Linked DNA regions of Anser cygnoides: region 2 is linked to region 1. Evidence: chromatin contacts called from public Hi-C data. All regions are on one chromosome and are shown on one strand. Each heading gives the region's core, a stretch centred on a gene start, on an enhancer-like site or on the middle of the called end of the contact. The rest is flanking DNA. Distances are from core to core; before and after follow the strand shown. Region 1 has its middle 180 kb from the start of SNAI2. Region 2 has its middle 15 kb from the start of PPDPFL.

Region 1 (3,450 bases), core at 646-3,145:
CTGCTGTTAAAGTGCACATTAGCAAATAAAAGCAGCCTAAATTTAACTATGACTCAATTACACTAAATCTGACCCATTTTTGTTCTGTGTTTCAATTTAACACTTATTTACATTCTTAGTCTTGGCGCTGTTAGAAGACAAGGGTGGGGGAGCAGGCATTCTGGTCCTCAGAATTGCTATAAAAAATTGATGATTAGGAAAACATAGCTATAGTCAGCTTGAAGCTGGGTAGCTCATTTGAACCTACTATAAAAGAAAAGATCATTTTCTCATTCTATTAAAACTCAGCAAAGGCTGCGTAGGCGGCAGGAGATCAGAAGTGAACGTCCAACTTGGAGTTAGTACAACTGGGGTCAGGTCCAAAGCAAACTGCCTGATTAGCGAAACAATTTGTATTTTACAATGACAGCAAATAGGTAAATCTTGCGAGACTCAGGAAATCCTAGAGGACCGTGAATGCGAGCACTGCCTGCTTCGCAGGTTGCACGTTGATACGGAGGTGTCATTGCCTCTGCTTTTTCGTGCTCCTATTCCAGGGATATAAACAAGAGGGACTCAATTTGCTAAGGTTACTTTTTTTCTCCCTCTCCCTCTTGTTTTTACAATCTACATGTAAAGACTAATTGGCTGTGTTTTTCCCAGCTATTTTATGCTTCTCTTGCTCTGGTTACAAGTCGTACTAAACCAGTATATCCACGGGGACCTATAGACAGCCAGCATTTCCAAACGACATGCAGCATTCCCCTTTCTTTTTAAGTGTAAAACATTTACAAGTAAATTTACAAACGCATTAAGAACATTTCCCCGGCTGGCTGTTAGTGTTTATTTCTTCCCCTTCTCCTCCTGGGAGCTGACACCTCCCAGCCCTCACCTTTCGCACGCTGCTCCCCCGTTACTTTGCCTCCTTCCCTCCCCGCCGCCCCTCTCCCTCCTCCTTTCCCAGTTCAGCAGCGGAGATTTCTGTTTGTGCCAGTGGGGCGGCCTGGCGAGACCGCAATTGCTCTACCCCACAGATTGACGAGCCCTCAGATGCCGATTTACTGTACATGGCAGCCACGCTGGAGCCGAGGCACATCTGGAGTGGAGTAAGCTTACTCAGAAACAGGGGCCAGCTCCAGCCGGAGCCAGCGGAGCTGAGCGCGGCGCTGAAAGGCAGCCCTCCTGCCTCCCCTTCCCTCCTCCCCGGGTACATTTCCTAATGTAAACAGAGGCCAGGGGGGAAGGACACAGTAACTCTTTGCTGCATGTTTGTCATGTCGCGTTCTTTATCTGCTTGAGGTCAAGCCGGAGCTCTGGAAAAACAGAAGCTTTGCTTTTATTCTAAATAGCTGAAAGCCAGCGCTGCTGAAGGGGGAAAAAAAAAGAAAGAGTTTGCTTTTGTGTTTATTTGTTCCACTTTATGGTAATTTGGGGGATAATTTCATTATCTGCAGCCAAATTGAAAACAAGCTGTTGTCAATGCTAATGATACCAGTGTATTATTTTATGTACAGTAGGCGTGGAGCTCTTTAAACCACAAGTGGACTGGATTTCTGCTTACAGCTGTACTGCTTTAACTTTTTTTTTTTTTTTATGGTTGCAAAATGAGACTTTCCTTTTATTATCTGGAAACAAAAAAGATTATGGATGGCTGCTTTGTTTTACAAAATGGCGAATACCTTTCACGGCCTGGTGCCAGCCTGCTGTCCAGCGCATGCATTTTAGCTACATTAGTGCAAAGAAAAAGCACGATCGTTTTGGGGCAGATATGCTGCTTTTATAATCCGGTTCACTGGACTGCTGAATTCCAGTCTCTGTAAAGAAATGGGAGAGATTTCTGAGACATTTACTGACTGTCAGCAATCTGGATGAGTACTCTGTAATTGAGGTTTAATAAAGTTTTTATTTCTTCTTTTTAATAGCAGAATGATAAAAGTGGTAGGTTAGTTGTTCAGATGACATTAAAATGACGAGCATGCAAATTAAAAAGGGCTTCCCCACACAGTATTCCTCACTACTCAATAGATGTTGCAGTGCACAAGGCAGAGAAAGCAAACATCAGAAGACATTGCCACTGATAACATATTGACGTGTGCCATGTTGATTTATCTGTCAAGAAATAAATACTTTTTCTAGGGATGTTGCTTCTTTGTCTTCCTTAAGTTCACAAACCTCACTCTGTATTTTAACCTTCTGGTGGATTAAACAGTGACCTCCCAGACGAGTAGGTGGCTCCCATGGCTCCTGATGGAGCCTGGCCTAGCTATCGCATAGCAGAACTTGGCCTGGGCCATGAGTGAGGTAACTGCAGCGTGGCTGGGCAGCAGCTCTTGTACCGCAGTCGGGCAAAGTTTCAGCATCCCCCTGCAACCCCCCAGGGGGCTCCTACGACTGCTGTTTTATTATCTGTGCTGGTATGCCATAATACCCATATGAGATAGCAACGGAGGTTGCATACTGTATTGTATTATCATTTTTAATGGATACTGTTTTAGTTGATTTTAATAATTTCCTCACAGTTATGTTTTCTCTTGCTCTCCTGATCATTCAGATCACACTAGGAGAGGGCCTAAATTTCTCTTGCCCAGGGACTACCCAGGGAAACATTTGGCATTACCTCTCTATGGCTGCTTAAACCACTCAAGGTGAAATTCCATAAGGAGAGGACTAACAGCATGGCAAAGGTGTTAAAGACAGTTTGGAAAGTCAGAACTGCACACCTCCAAGGTCTGCAATAGCCTTTATGTGCCTGAAACCTCGTCCAGGAACAGATCCAGGGGAGGTACACCTTTTGTTATAGGACTTATGTGACCTGTGTGATTACTGAGGTAGACAAAAAGGTGTACTTGGGGCAAAATAATTTATCTGAAGACAAACAAACAAACAAAAATATCTCTACAGAGAAAAGCTGGTGGAACCAGTCTGAAAAGTAAAGCTTCTTGGCAAGCTTCAGAGAGACCTTGGCAATTGATTGAAATCTAAACTTTTTTGCAGGGACATTTTGGCTAAGATTTTCTGGAATCCTGCAGGGCTCCACAGGACTCCTGCGTGGCTGGCAGATCATTGCTCAACTCCCCTACTGCCAGGATAGAGGATTGATGGCATGTCATTTCAGGATGACCCACCAAGTAGTCTACCTTTGAACTAGAGACCTCAGGGCTTCCAGGTTTCGAAACTGGGACAACACTTGTTTTGAAACTTTGTTGATATGTTTTGATATGCATTGGAAATATTTTGATTTCAATGAATTACCAAATCCTGACCCCAAAAATGTTCCATAGGAGTTTTTTGAACAGCTTTACTCCAGTCTAAGTTTAATGACCCTGGGGGGAAAAAAGAATGGTTTACCCATAAATAGAGTAGAAATAAAACATAATCCAGTCAATGAGTCTAAAACAGGGCTTCTCTGACCCCACTTACTGGGCATCCCTGCTGATAATTGCACTAGTGTCCTTTGACCTCCAGTAGACC
Region 2 (3,450 bases), core at 601-3,100, 200 kb after region 1:
GGGAAATTGAATCAGAGCATAGTGCTACAAATGCGTCTGATCAGAGTTTGTGTCAGAGGGGCATCAACAGTTTGGGGTGGAATAAGGTGATGTAACAAATGGATCGAAATAATAATGGAATGGAATTAAGAGAGATAAAATCATACGTATTATGTCTGCCAGGTTAATGAAGTCTATTTAAGAGGGTTAATGGAGAGACATTTCAATGAGTGCCTGCCAAACCTGACAGCTGCAGGATCTTCCTGCAGTGAATTTAGTAAATGTTTGAGTGTACAAGTGGATTGATGTTTTTATCCCAAAACACATTCATGATACAAACTTCTGAAAGTCACTGAAAATAAACAATTAAAGAGCAATATGTTTAAAGGAATGTTTCTATGATATTAAACAATAGCATTAGTTCTGTAGTAATTATATTTCAGCCATCAGGGACTAGATTAAAATAGCCTGCAATTTGCTTCATATTTTGTTTCTTCTCTGCTGGATGACTCCAGGCCTTCAGAAGTACCTTGACAAGGAGAAACAAGGTACAGGACTGTAGGGTTGTAGCTGAGGTAGAGCAAAACTGCTGTTATGAACCAGCAAAAACAAGATTATGTATTATATTTATTGCTAATCTTTGTTCCTGAACTGTAACGAGCACAAAATGAAACAAATAGGCAACTTAAACTTGTAATTCAGGGCTGTTCAAAGTGAAGCTGAAGGATATGCAGTGGGTATTGAGGAGAGAATTTCTGCTAATAAAGCTGCAACATTCCCATGGCAGGGGGCTTGGAATTAGAAGATCTTTAAGGTCCCTTCCAACCCAAGCCATTCTACAGCTCTGTGAACATTCTTCCTCAGGTTACAACTCTGTCTGATCCACTCTGCACATAAAGACATATTTTTATGACTATAATCATGAGATTTGGCAGTGTGATCCTGGCCCCAGTAGCATGTTGGAAGAGGTCCTCAATAGCACATGTGGTCTCTTGTTTGAAAGATTTGCCATTTCCAGTTGGTTGGCTGGATTAACTGTGAACTATGTTAATTGATTTCTTCCATAAAGAGAAAGTACAGCCAAAGTTTCTATGCTACAGTTTCATCTAAAAACTAGTCATGGAGGAAGATGATACATTTTGAAGTTAAGGAATAACTGGTAGGACGTGTGCTACTTCTTAAGATTGCTGGCTCTTCTGTTTTAGTACTGGTATATTTTCCATTTTGTATTAGATTGGAAGTTGGCTTTAGGAGGGAACTGGTTTTACCAGTGATCCTTCTATAATGGAAGATGTAAGGACCATCATTCATGTCTCATGAAATTCTTTTCTTGGAAAAGAAAATACAATATTTTCTGTATTTACAGAAAAGGAGAAAATCAAATACAGTGTGCATTTAAAAGTGATAGGAGCAGGACTTGCTTTTTTTTGCCTTCTGGAGGGATGAATGCTTTGAGGCATTCTGATACTATTCTGAAAAGCTGGTTCACTTGCCAAGTTCATTTGTCCAAAGTGTTAAGGAACCTGTAGAACTGCAGAGTAAGGTGTCAAAATAAAATAGTATCTATACCTCTTCTTTTAGATGCTCTCAAAATTTCACTTGATAATTTGTTTGGTTATAATCTGGGTAGAATACAGACCCAGCTATTCCACTTTGCCCTTGTTCTTTATATATCAGCAGGTGATTTATTTACAAATCCTTTATCAATTTGTGTGTGTGTGTGTGTGTGAATTGTTGCAAACATTACTTGCTAAATTTTGTGAGGGAGAATAAAACTTTTGGTACCTCCCTAGGCAAAGAAGAAAGCAGTGAGGGAAAGCAGAGATCTTAAGGACACTTTATGGGACAGCCATTGAGAGGAATCTTCGACTATGTTCTTATAATTCCTGAGTTGCCAAGAAAGCCAAGCCCCAAGTTAGAGTGTAACCCAGGTCTCTGTGTCCTGCTGACGACAGGGTGAGGACTCACTCTTCAGACATGTGTTTTAGCTCTGGCAGTGAGAACCTGGCAGGGATCACCAGCACCAGCACGTCATTGGTGGAATCCTGTCAACAATTCTGCTGAGAGTGGATTCCAGCATGCCAAACCAGGCCAAGGGGCATGTCAAAATCCATCCCTATGTAGTTCTGGTTTTATAACATGAAAAAGCACTGAACTCCTAGATAGTTCCCTGGGTGTATCTGTGGTAAGTGAAACTGTCAGTTAGTCCTGGCTGCAACATTTTCTTGGATGAAAATGGAGCTACATTTGGCTTCTTGCAGTTAATCCAGATCAGAAGGTCAGGATTATCTGACCGCCTTCTTTTCACTGTTAAATCTGAAATCTTTAACAATGATTCAGCTCCCAGAACACTATACTAATTTGATACTAATCCATGAAAGGTCACTGCTAGCATAACAAAATCCCATAATAGTAAAACAAGAATATTCAGTGGCATTTTACATGTACTTAGTGCTGTTAATCTAACATTTAGTGTCACTATAGATTCTATGTAGCAGTGAACTTTAAAACTCTTTTCCTTCCTTAATTCTTCTTCCTTATACTTTATACAAAATATAAATTCAAAACATCGAGAGGCCAATAGATGTACTGGGAAAGTACTGGCAGTATAAAAATGATCCTTGATGAAATGCTATCTAATGGAACAAAACTGAAGCTCTGGGTCTTGATAACTGAGCCAGGAGGGTCTGTCACAGATGAGAGACTGCAAAGCTGGCTTTTCCCCAAAGCCCTAGGAACCTTGAAAAAGTATTCAAAGTAGAACTGACAGGGATGTTGATTTCACCGTGGTGCTACAGGCTCAACAAGCTCCATTTTATGAGAAATGTCAAAAAATGTTGGGTTTGGCCTGGTTCAGACCTAGCACTTCTAGATTTTCATCTTTACCTTTTCATGAGATTACTTTGTGCTTCCTGACTAGCACATCTTCCAATAGACAGACAGAAGAAATTGCAGGCAGGACTGAAAACAGTTTCTATTCTCAAGTTCATTACATACCCAGCATGAAATACTTTACAAGGAGCTTATTTTCATAATACTTGGACCATTATTTGAATAAAAGAGTAAAGCCTTTCTTGTATTCATGTTGAGATAGTGACAGTCATTAAAATGAACAAGTGCCTGTTACCTACGAAGCAAGCCTTGGAGCAAGTCTCTCTCTGATCCAAGCATTTGAGTGAAGGAGGAGATGAGAAGGGGAATGATAATGAGAAACTGGATGCAAGTTAAAAAGCAGTTGCCTTTGGCATGTTTTTTATTAATTTTTGGTTAGTATGGGGGAAAAGGTTGGTGTGTTTAGTGAACTTTCTGTGCTTCTCAAAGTTATGATGAAAATAGAAGTTATAGTAAATAAGTGTTGAAGTAAAAATTGGTCAGGCAATATTTATTTAAAGAGTGAAAAGTCAGGCACCAAACATTTTTCAAACATGACTGCTCTATGCAGTTATCCCATTTGTAGTAACAATTAATATC

What was found. A called contact is a pair of places that touch in the nucleus more often than the background predicts.
Region 2: a contact with region 1 is called in a Hi-C map of liver, with 4 times the contacts expected there. The contact joins two enhancer-like sites. A contact is called at or near these places in 2 of 7 Hi-C or Micro-C datasets (both in liver).

Annotation. Positions count from the first base shown.
Region 1 is chr2:119,661,781-119,665,230 of Taihu_goose_T2T_genome, forward strand. No RefSeq gene overlaps it. Among named protein-coding and RNA genes, the nearest start is that of SNAI2, 180 kb to the right of the region's middle. Within about 2 kb of position 1,896, at least 3 of the 3 cell types and tissues checked have open chromatin away from gene starts, as enhancers often do. A contact at or near this core is called in liver, where this site is marked.
Region 2 is chr2:119,863,026-119,866,475 of Taihu_goose_T2T_genome, forward strand. No RefSeq gene overlaps it. Among named protein-coding and RNA genes, the nearest start is that of PPDPFL, 15 kb to the right of the region's middle. Within about 2 kb of position 1,851, at least 1 of the 3 cell types and tissues checked has open chromatin away from gene starts, as enhancers often do. A contact at or near this core is called in liver, where this site is marked.